Regions from separate parts of the Mus musculus genome. Here all the other regions are linked to region 1. Evidence: chromatin contacts called from public HiChIP or PLAC-seq data. All regions are on one chromosome and are shown on one strand. The core of a region is the stretch at or near the end of the contact, and the rest is flanking DNA. Distances in the headings are between cores, read along the strand shown.

Region 1 (2,700 bases), core at 73-2,572:
AAAAATCTTGACCTATCAGTTTCTTCCTAAGAGGCCCTCTTAGTCCCTAATCTGCAGTTTCTTCATTTACATTTTTGAAAATCCAGGTAGTATTGCTACACTCTAGAAATATTTTAAACATTTTAAAATATAATTTTTGAAATATAGTCATATAGCTGCCCCCTCTTCTTCCTATCTCCAGACCTGCTCATATGTCTCACTCCCTGTGTAAATTCATGGCCTCCTTTTCTTTTACTGTCATTAATGTGTCTTTGTATATAAGTGTGTTCCTAAATACATAAACATGACATATGTAGTCTGTATAATAGTACCTTTTACTTGTGTGTATATACATTCAGGTCTGCTTAGAACAGAAGAAATAATCTACCCGAGAGAAGGTACCAATTGGTTATGTAATACTAAATGGTCAGCCCTGAAAACAATATCAGTAATTTAAAAATGGAGTGGTACTTTTATTGTGTTATTTTACTGTATAAAATTCGGCAAAAGAGAGACACGGCAAAACTTTCTGTTCTTCCACTAACTATCTCTGTGAGGTTTTTAACTCAGTCCTGTCTGGAAACTTATAAAAGCAAAGGATATGCCATAGTCACCTGTAAAATATCCTACCCAAGTGATTAGCACAGGATGGCTGCAAATAGATACCCTTTGACTTGTGTTGGATGTCAAGCTGGGTAGAGTATACAACATTATGAAAATAAGTTAACTCTCTCCTCATGCCCAAGCTTTCCTCCATTTGTATGATTAAAATAACCAGTTAATCCCATCACAACAGGTAGGTCATATATTATATATTGAAGAAATAATGATTTGGAAGACAGTGTCCAAGCTATGAAAACAGTCATGAACATAAAATGCTAAAAATATTTTAATTGAACATATTTAAGTAAGTTGGAGTAGCACAGTGACAAAAATCATATATGTATAATCTGTTCTCAGTCTGTACTGTTGGACTGAAAAATACATTGATTTGACTAATGAGATTGTCTGAATCATTTTACAAGCTAGACAGCAATATTATGGATTGATTTTTGTCTTTAATCAGATTTGTGAGTTTTTCTTCCTAATGCAGAATACTGAAAACATGACCTTTCCCTTACCATTTATAAGCATTAGGAGTGTAAATCAATAATTAAATTGACCCCATAAAATATTTTGGGTAATACAATTGGGACTTTTAAAAAATGTAGCATGTAATAGACAATCAATGCATCTCAGAAGCACCTTTCATATAAGTGTGATAAGTGTATCAGTGTAATGAATCACATTTGCTCTCAGCGTCCAGTTAAGCAGTGGATTCTGGTAGATCAGCTGTGGGCTTCTGAAAACCAGATTTAGTCACAAGTCAGCAACAGATTTACCATACGCCAAATGGGGAACATGCCAGTCTCACTTTCACTTTAGCTTTCTGATCACTGGTTGGTTTTCTTTAGTATCATATTCAGTTAAAGTGTGTGTGTGTGTGTGTGTGTGTGTGTGTGTGTGTGTGTGTGTGTGTGTGTTTGTGTGTGTGTGATTTACACAGGTCAGCCTCTAACAAACATTTTATATTCCATTTGGATGCTGTATCTAGTATAACAATTCTTGCTTCCTGTTTTCCCCTAATGCCCTTTGCCTCTGTCCTGTAAAATGCCTAAAATTATAAATTCAACTAACTGCTTCTATATAGCGTTTCTATTTTCTTTACTCTTTGCATACTAGAAAATGAATCCAAAGTTGAGTTTACTTCTAATGCCATTTGGTTTTGTGAGATAATCCTTCTTACAAGGTCCTGTATACTTGTTATTTCATCATAGCAAAAGGTATAACTTCAATTATCCCCACTAAGGATACTGAAATCTGTCATTTCTTCTTGACTCTTGGGAAAAGACCAAGGGTTGGTTGGACCCAATGTTTTTACTTCATTGTTGATCATGTTCTAGAACCATGATATTTTTTAAGGATTACAAAGGTTTAACTTTTGATCATGCAGTTCCTCCTATGTTACTACTAGAAAATTTCTAAACAAATGCTCTTCTTCAGTTTTATGAGACACTATGCGATGTAATTTGTATTACATTGGGGACATGCATGAGTTTTATCAACATTTAAATCAAATATCTTCTAATATAAGATCTAAACAAATTTACACATACCTTCAAATTATTCTAGGTTATGATGCTTCTTAGTGGGTAATGGGCTATCTTGCTAACCACAGGACTGGACCACAGACCTGGAGCCTGAAATGAAGCAGCAGAAGTGCTCGTGCCTGGCATCCCAGGCACAGCCGAACCCAGAGCTGGCGGGTCAGGCTTGCAGCTTATGCTAGCCAGCTGGAGTCTAGGCTCCATCAAATTATTCTAATATATTTCAAGACTTTTCTTTTGGGAAAAATCTTTGAATTGCTTCTCCTGATCTTTTTTATGATAATATATTTTGGTGACAATGCATTTCCATGATATCAGGAGTCGTCTGACACTTCGTTTCTGTTTAGCACAGATCTGTTCCTGAGAATTTGACTCTCTCTCTCTCTCTTTTTTTTTCCCCATTTGGGTTTGTTTTGTGTTCATGATGCAAATGAAAAACATAAGACAAATGAAAAAAAAGTCCATATGTAAATCTGGTTTTCCTTATTCTAATATTTGGTTTCATATATTAAAATCAGTATTTTTAGCTGACTTCAAATTCCTTGACTTTATTATTTAATATCATGACAGTCAG
Region 2 (2,700 bases), core at 27-2,526, 68 kb before region 1:
GGGTAGCAAAACAATGGAGAGAATTTGAGTGGACTTTTTGTCTTTATGTTATATTACAATCCTTAAGAACGTACCTTTTGTTTTGTAACCTTCCAATAATATTTTTAGGTGAATATTTAAGGCCCCCCTTACAGATGAGGAAATGTCACAGAAATAATGGTTGCCTTGCTTAATGAATAATAGAAGCAGATCTTTGATTTTATTTTCTTCCACATTACATGGAAACACCTAGGACTTTGTAACATCAAAACTTCTCCAGGAAAACATGCATTCTGAAGGGAAAGATTAAGAATTGGTTACTATTTGCTAATGGAAACTTCAAGTAGAAACATGTTGAAAATACAGTGTGATGAGACAATTTATCAGACTAAATTATGAGAAAAAGCAGTATCTAACATTTACACAGCTAGAAGCTCCTATGAGAAAATCAGAGAAGGCGAGGAGGAAGCCCAGAATGGAAACTCAACTTCCAGGGAGAGGAAGTGGTCAGTAGAGGGCATGTGCTGAAAAGTGATGGCAAGAGAAGCCTTTAATGTGTTTGCAGTTTGGTGACAGAGCTCATTTCCTGACTAACAAGGAGACTTGGTGAATAAGAGGAAGCAAGAATACAAATGCAGAAGGACAGTGTGACACGAATAAACTTAATAGTGTTCCACTTCCTCCCAACATTAACCGTGGCAATAGAGGATGTATCATCAAAACTTCTCCAGGAAAACATGCATTCTGAAGGGAAAGATTAAGAATTGGTTACTATTTGCTAATGGAAACTTCAAGTAGAAACATGTTGAAAATACAGTGTGATGAGACAATTTATCAGACTAAATTATGAGAAAAAGCAGTATCTAACATTTACACAGCTAGAAGCTCCTATGAGAAAATCAGAGAAGGCGAGGAGGAAGCCCAGAATGGAAACTCAACTTCCAGGGAGAGGAAGTGGTCAGTAGAGGGCATGTGCTGAAAAGTGATGGCAAGAGAAGCCTTTAATGTGTTTGCAGTTTGGTGACAGAGCTCATTTCCTGACTAACAAGGAGACTTGGTGAATAAGAGGAAGCAAGAATACAAATGCAGAAGGACAGTGTGACACGAATAAACTTAATAGTGTTCCACTTCCTCCCAACATTAACCGTGGCAATAGAGGATGTATCATTTTGTGTGTGTGTGTGTGTGTGTGTGTGTGTGTGTGTGTGTGTGTGTGTATCAAAAAGAACTGGAAGCAGAGGCTCAACCAGATACTTGCACAACAATGTGTAGGTCAGCACCCTCCATAACCCCCCAAGGGAAGAAACAACCCACTGTCCCCTGACAGATGAACAAAATGTGGCATATTCACACAGCAGAACTCTGGCCAAACTTGAGAAAAGAAGGTAACTTGGACAGAGGCTAGACACTTATGAACCTAAATGAAATAAACCAGACACAGGAGAGCAAAGACCATGTGAGTCCATTTATGTATAGTACCTAGAATAGTCAAGTCCTGGAAATAGAATAGTGGTTGCTAGGGAGCACAGGGAGGGCAGGTTGTTGTTCAGTGTTCATAGATGAGAAAGTCCTGAAGGCTAAGAGCTAAAGGTTCCAAAAATGTGGATGCACTTGATGGCTTCAGAAGGTACAGATAACATGCTAAAATGGTGAAATCTATGTTACATTTGATACAAACATAGAAGAAAGACACGAGGAAACAGTGTTGGTAATTACCTCAAAAAATTCAGATGAAGAAAAAGAGAGCAGTAGGCTGGATTAGTTAGCCAGAGCAAAAGTTGGGAAGCTGGCAAAACCTCAAGCATAGTCACCAAAATAAATGCACAGAAGCATAAATGCTCATCTTCTAGACAGAAGAGACAGAGTACTGATGTCAGGAAAGAGACGTAACTTCTGTGGTCCACCCATTATCTAAAATGGTAATATTTCAAGATTTTCTCACAGTAGAAGCATGAGAACAATTGGCACCAAACCCTACTTATGCCAGTGAGTGTTTTCTGTGTCCTTACCATGAACATTAATTACATCACCATGAGATCTATTTTCTTCTTGAATTGCCAAGAGTGTTCGCCTTTTCCTTTTGAGGGAGTCCTTCATGGCTTCTCTTGGTACATTAAAGTGGGTAGAGCATCACTATTCTAGAATGTTGGGGTCGTTATCAAGTAAAACAGGGTTACTTGAGTACAGGTCCTAAGACAGTGTGGCAGGGCTACTAAGAACCAAAGTAGATAATAATTGACTGTGGGTAGGTAGTGCGCACAATGTGGGTCCACTAGGCACATAGAGGGAGTCTGGCATGGGATTTCATCATGCACAGAATTCTGGCAACTTAAAATTATATATCTGTTTTAGTTAGGGTTTTATGCTGTAAAGAGACACCATGACCATGGCAACTCTTGTAAAGGAAAACATTTGGTTGGGACTGGCTTATAGTTCAGAGGTTTACAGTCCATTATTTTCATGGTGGGAAGCATCGCAGCATGCAAGCAGACAGACATGATGCTAGAGAAGAAGCTGAGAGTTCTACATCTTGATCCACAGGCAACAGGAGACTGTGTGCCACACTAAGTATAGCTTGAGCATAGGAGATATCAAAGCCCACCCCCACAGTGACACACTTCCTCTAACAAGGCCACACATAATCCTCATAGTGTCACTCCCTATCACTAAGCATTCAAACACATGAGTTCATAGGGCCATACCTATTTAAACCATCACAAT
Region 3 (2,700 bases), core at 62-2,561, 94 kb after region 1:
TGTAATTTGCTTGGCTGAACTGCTTGACTATCTCTGAGAGTCAGTCTGAAAGATCGTCCCATTAATAAGATAAATGATTGCACTCAATTCAAAGGGGCACAGTGGTTATACATCTGGCTAAGCCATATCCTGCATAACTTGTGTGTGTGTGTGTGTGTGTGTGTGTGTGTGTGTGTGTGATTATGTGACTGACTGTATTTGAATGAACTATAACTTGAAGTCGAATAGCTGGTGATACCTGGTATCCCATACCTGGTAGGTGTAAAGAACAAAGTTTCCTCATTTCATTTTATTATGTGTTCACTTTGGCTTTTAGTATTTGTCAAAGGCTGCAAACTTCTCTCTTGAAAGTTGATACCTTCGAATTTCTAAAACTTATTACAAAGAATAATAATGATGATGAATGTATTATTATTGGTACGAGTTATAGATAACAGTTCCATTACTGTTTGAGTTCTGTCGGACATTTATGTTATTCTTAACATATGCCACCATTGTGCATGGCATTCATACAAATGAGAAAGCTTTACAGTTGTTTTGAATACCATAAAGAACTAGTCTTGTAGTTCATCAGGTATCCTCAGTCTTTCTGTTACAGATTCGCTTTTAGTATTTTACTTACATACATGTTTGCCTGACTGTATGAGTATATGCCACATGTGTGTGGATGACTGAAAGCCAGAAGAGGATGCCAGATCTCTTGGAGCTGTAGTTCCAGGCAATTGCGGGTACTAGAAACTGCACTCAGGCCCTGCTAACCATTGAGCTGTATCTCCAAACTCTATTTCAGATGCTTTTAATTGATGAAAATACTACCACAACAATCCACTGTAACATTGACATTACTCCACATGAAGCTGTGCTCTATTGAAACAATTAAATGCACCTGAAAAATACCGCATATAATGTTTTTCCTTCTAAACACGTCCTTTAGAAGAAGTTATTACTACAGAAGTCCTCAGCTCACGGAGCGGGACCCTCTGCGAGGTACCAACTCTTTCTTACACATACGAGGAAAACAAGCTCATTTGATATATCCATTACTTCATCACTCATCCAAGGGACTTGGTTTATGATTTGCCCTTCCCCTTTACCCTTCTTAAAAAGATACCTTCATCAGTATTAGCTATATCTACTTACGGTAATTCTAACAAAAAGTCAACAATACAAAATAGCTTGGGCTGACTTGCTAGCAGGTAAGTATGGTAACTCGGGCACAAGAGCTAGTGTTCTCAGAGGTGACATTGAGCAGAGGCTTGAATGAAGTAAAATGAACATAATGTGACCATGACATCATACTCTGTGTGCTGTCTTTGCTGTTGAATGCTGACTCATCTCCCTGTCAGTAATAAGTGCCACAGAACCCAGGAGCATTCACCTCACTTCTGATGACATGGTAGAAAAAGAGAAAATTAAGGGCCAGAGGAAAGAGGGGACTTTGCCTCTAGGATCTCACTGGCTGAGATTTAAGAAAGTGCACACATTTCCTTCAATGAAATCAGCTATAAAGACTGCCTTCATAGAGACATTACTGCTTTATTGTTTTTGAAACAGGATGTTAAAACAGCAAATAACTCATGCCTAGGGCCAAAAGCACACAGAGTTTAACCTTCCATTTATAAATCTAAACACTATACATCATAAAGAACCTTGTATTTTCATTTGCCAAAGGAATTTCTTTAAGATTTAAGATGAGATATATATACAAATCAACTCACTTATGTTTTTACATAAATTTTTTTTACATTTTTTACAATTTTTATTATTTTTTTACACTCCATAATTTATTCCCACCCCTGTCTACCCTCTGACTGTTCCACATCCCATAGATCTCCACAGTCCCCAGTCTCCACGTGGATGTCCCAACCCCCCACCCCACCTGACCTCTAAACTCCCTGGGTCCTCCGTCCGGCCTCTTGAGAGTTAGGTGCATCATTTCTGAATGAACATAGACCCGGCAGTCCTCTACTGTACGTGTGTTGGGGGCCTCATATCAGTGGTGGTACAGTGTTTGAGAGATCTCTGAGTCAAGATTAATTGAGGCTGCTGGTCCTCCTCAGGGTTGCCCTTCTCCTCAGCTTCTCTCAGCCTTCCCTAATTGGTTGGGTGCAAATATCTGCATCTGACTTTTTCAGCCGCTTGTTCAGTCTTCCAGTGTATGGTCATGCTAGGTCCCTTTTTGTGAGTACTCCATAGCCACAGTAATAGTGTCAGGCCTTGGGATCTCCCCTTGAGCTGGATCCCACTTTGTGCCTGTTGCTGGACCTTTTCCTCAGGCTCCTCTCCATTTCCATCCCTGTAATTCTTTCAGACAGGAACAATTATCGGTTAGAGTTTTGACTGTAGGATGGGCCCCACCTCATTTGATGCCTAGTCTTCCTGCTGGAGGTGGGTTCTATAAGTCCCCTCTCCCTACTGTCAGGCATTTCATCTAAGGTCCCTCCCTTTGAGTCCTGAGAGTCTCTCACCTCCCAGGTCTCTGGAGCCCCCCCCCCACCCACCTCCTATCTTCCTAGGTTACCTGTTTCCATTCTTTCTGCTGGCACTCAGAGCTTCAGTCCTTTGCCCTCACCCAGTACCAGATCAGGTTCCCCTCTCTTCCCCTCCCCTCCCCCATCCACTTTCTCTCCCAACTCATATTTATTTAACTTAACCTTTATTTAGATACTGATCCTAGTGGTAAATTATATCTTTTGAGCC
Region 4 (2,700 bases), core at 52-2,551, 66 kb after region 1:
AGCTACATTCTATCCATATGTAGGTTTTCACTGTATTTAACTTGGTGAGATTTAACGAGGCTGATTTTATTGGTGTGCTGTCATTATTGTGTCAAGTCAGGGAAAAATTTCTTCATCCTGAATGTCTTTATGAAGGCATTTGCCTTAAGTAATTCCTATAGTATACAGTGACATAAACATTTCAGTAGCTTGCTATAGTAAGTATCAAGTGGGCTTTCTTGGAACTCATTTTAATTTACAGCTATGAATGCAAAGAGAAAGGATATTAATTAGCTTTCAATCTTTTAGGACTCTGCTAAATTTATAACAATTCTTCTATGTGGTCTGAGATTCCATACCCTGTATCTGACTGTGTGCAACAGAACACACATTTGCCTAGAATGTTCTTGGACAGAAGTTTAATGCATGATCACCATGCAGGACTGACCCTGTCATGGTGCTGCCCTGGCCTCTAGCACACAAAGGGAAAGCCTGAAGTTAGCTGCTGTTCAGGGTTTTGTGGAGAGACAAATGCCACTGGACCCAGTTTTACACATGGATCCTTCTTCATAATACACATGGAATTTTTGTATTTCCTGAGGGCAGCTGCTTCGCATTGGAATAGGCTTGAGGTTTGAAATGGAAAGACTTATTCTAGGCTACTTCATTAGTCAAGGGCCACAGACCTGTCAGAGTAATTAAACATGGTGTTCAAAGCACATGCTTGGAGGACTAGCTATGTTAGGGTGAATGTATCAGTGTGAGCTATGCTATGTTATAAATTTTTCCCAGTGAATCAATGTATACATTAAATAGTCTATCGTTCATATTGTTCTTAGTACAGATGTGTACACAATGCAGAGCTGTCATGTAGGATGGATGCTCAACCATGGTATAGTCCTTTGGGACCTTATGCTCTCATATTAAAGAATGCCATTTACACATAGTAGATCCCTGGCTTCTCTCCATTGAATGCAGTAGCATCACCCCAGTGTGTCCTGCCCGCTGACAGCCCATCCCATGTTTTTTAATAATTCTGTGGCATTTCCTGGGAAATGTTCTGTCAGGCTTCACATTCCAGACATTTTCTGGAGAAGGTTAATTTCCATTGCTGAGTGCCCCACAAGTATGGGATGGGCTTGTAGAACACTGAACCTTTCTTCTGAGAAACCGACATCAAGTGACCAGGCCAAATGCTATCTCTTCTGTGCTCAAAAGACAGTGTAATCATCACCTCTCACAGCCCACAGATTTGGTCAATGTGCTGGCTGTGGGGCTCTGTGATCCCCTGGGACATCTGTGTCTGCTCAGATGATAGGCACTTATATCCTGTTAACACTTGAGAACAGACCTTTCCACTATATCTGACAGCAGTTACACAGTGTGTTTCTCAGACACATTTCTAGGATTGAGTCACAAAGGTGGAGACTGGGTGAGCACAAACAAGTGTCTGTACTAAGATATTTAAGACGTTAAACCACAAGTATTCTAGATGCCAATCTTCGAACCCCCTCTGGAGATATGAATGCATATTCTGCCTGCTAGATTTGGAGAAAAACAATGACTTAGCAAATATCAGTATACTGAAATCTTCTTAGACTAAATTAAAGACAGAATTAAATAGAAGTTAAGGAAGAAAGAATGAATGATAGATGAAGAATAAATGATAACTCTGTAAGTAGAGTATCAATTTGGAATGGAGACTTGCCATTAAGTTTTGCTTTTTGTTTCAATTTGCAGCCAATGTTTTCAGTTGCACCAAGCTTAGCCACCAGTGCATCAGCAGCCTTTAACCCTTACCTGGGGCCTGTTTCCCCAAGCCTGGTTCCAGCAGAGATCTTGCCGACTGCACCAATGTTGGTCACGGGGAATCCTGGAGTTCCAGTGCCAGCAGCTGCCGCAGCTGCTGCACAGAAGTTAATGCGGACAGACAGACTGGAGGTAGGATAAAGAGTTGAACCTTCATAGTTTCCATTACAGTTCTTCAAGTGTTTGTAGCCAGAGTGACTTTAAACTGAATGAACATGTCTTGGTTCAGTGTTTGTGCAAGTTTGCTAGAATATGGTTATGCTGTTTTGGTTAATGCAACAATTACAAAATCAGTCAGCATCTATGTCTAGGTTCCTCAGGGAGGGCTTGGAACTGGGATCAGCGTGTCTGTTTCTCCACTTTGTCTTAGTATCCTTAAAATCTTGCACATGATGCTAATGCTCAAACCTCAAAGAGTTAGAAAAAATGTTTGGCCCAGAACAGTTGCTTCTTGAATGTTTCTTGTAGTCATCAACACAATATAATGATTATTGGAGTGAACAAATAAATGACTGAAGTCCAGAGGATCTCATAAACAGGAACACATTGGCTGCTGTGCACGAACTATTACAAAACTCTCTGCAGATGTTGTCATAACCTCTGAAGTACTTCCATTGAGGCAGGCGGGTGGTTTTATGAAACGCACCCTGATAAAAGCGTTTTTAGTAGGCTGTCACATGATTGTCATTGTCTTGGGGCGGAGGATAAGCAGACGCACACACTTTACTGTTGTGACTGAAAAGGAAATTAGAGATAAAGTTCTAGTATGACATTACTATTCAGAATTTTAGCATGGCATGAATTAACAGCCTTGATAAACAGTTTCTGTAGAAAAATGGCCTAGTAAGTAAAAACTGAGTTGCCTCTCCTGTCTGTCTGCTTAGGACGGACTTGGGGCTGAGATGGCCTGGG

The links. HiChIP or PLAC-seq counts read pairs in DNA pulled down with a chosen protein or histone mark.
Region 2: an H3K27ac HiChIP or PLAC-seq map of microglia shows a contact between it and region 1, with 3 times the contacts expected there. The contact joins two enhancer-like sites. A contact is called at or near these places in 2 of 39 promoter capture datasets (neutrophils and pre-B cells), 10 of 484 Hi-C or Micro-C datasets (CD4 T cells, CD8 T cells, the G1E-ER4 cell line and 4 more), 8 of 115 datasets of contacts at active chromatin or transcription factors (CD8 T cells, the HPC-7 cell line, bone marrow-derived macrophages and 5 more) and 3 of 9 other capture datasets (adipose tissue, liver and pancreatic islet).
Region 3: an H3K4me3 HiChIP or PLAC-seq map of bone marrow-derived macrophages shows a contact between it and region 1, with 2.5 times the contacts expected there. The contact joins two enhancer-like sites. A contact is called at or near these places in 1 of 115 datasets of contacts at active chromatin or transcription factors (bone marrow-derived macrophages) and 3 of 9 other capture datasets (adipose tissue, liver and pancreatic islet).
Region 4: a BATF HiChIP or PLAC-seq map of CD8 T cells shows a contact between it and region 1, with 11 read pairs. The contact joins two enhancer-like sites. A contact is called at or near these places in 1 of 39 promoter capture datasets (liver), 4 of 15 datasets of contacts at CTCF or cohesin (CD8 T cells, the G1E-ER4 cell line, the NIH/3T3 cell line and 1 more), 74 of 484 Hi-C or Micro-C datasets (the AML12 cell line, the AtT-20 cell line, B cells and 52 more), 15 of 115 datasets of contacts at active chromatin or transcription factors (CD8 T cells, the HPC-7 cell line, bone marrow-derived dendritic cells and 10 more) and 3 of 9 other capture datasets (adipose tissue, liver and pancreatic islet).

The regions. Positions count from the first base shown.
Region 1 is chr3:60,535,894-60,538,593 of GRCm38.p6, forward strand. The region is part of intron 2 of Mbnl1 (muscleblind like splicing factor 1); the gene reads left to right. Among named protein-coding and RNA genes, the nearest start is that of Mbnl1, 36 kb to the left of the region's middle. Within about 2 kb of position 1,323, at least 44 of the 459 cell types and tissues checked have an H3K27ac peak or open chromatin away from gene starts, as enhancers often do. A contact at or near this core is called in CD8 T cells, the CH12 cell line, bone marrow-derived macrophages and 2 more, where this site is marked.
Region 2 is chr3:60,468,320-60,471,019 of GRCm38.p6, forward strand. No RefSeq gene overlaps it. Among named protein-coding and RNA genes, the nearest start is that of Mbnl1, 32 kb to the right of the region's middle. Within about 2 kb of position 1,277, at least 51 of the 459 cell types and tissues checked have an H3K27ac peak or open chromatin away from gene starts, as enhancers often do. A contact at or near this core is called in bone marrow-derived macrophages and microglia, where this site is marked.
Region 3 is chr3:60,630,105-60,632,804 of GRCm38.p6, forward strand. No RefSeq gene overlaps it. Among named protein-coding and RNA genes, the nearest start is that of Mbnl1, 130 kb to the left of the region's middle. Within about 2 kb of position 1,312, at least 17 of the 459 cell types and tissues checked have an H3K27ac peak or open chromatin away from gene starts, as enhancers often do. A contact at or near this core is called in bone marrow-derived macrophages, where this site is marked.
Region 4 is chr3:60,601,975-60,604,674 of GRCm38.p6, forward strand. It overlaps Mbnl1 (muscleblind like splicing factor 1), which reads left to right. Exons shown (of 10, transcript NM_020007.4): 4 at 1,720-1,920. Among named protein-coding and RNA genes, the nearest start is that of Mbnl1, 100 kb to the left of the region's middle. Within about 2 kb of position 1,302, at least 84 of the 459 cell types and tissues checked have an H3K27ac peak or open chromatin away from gene starts, as enhancers often do. A contact at or near this core is called in CD8 T cells, the CH12 cell line and long-term hematopoietic stem cells, where this site is marked.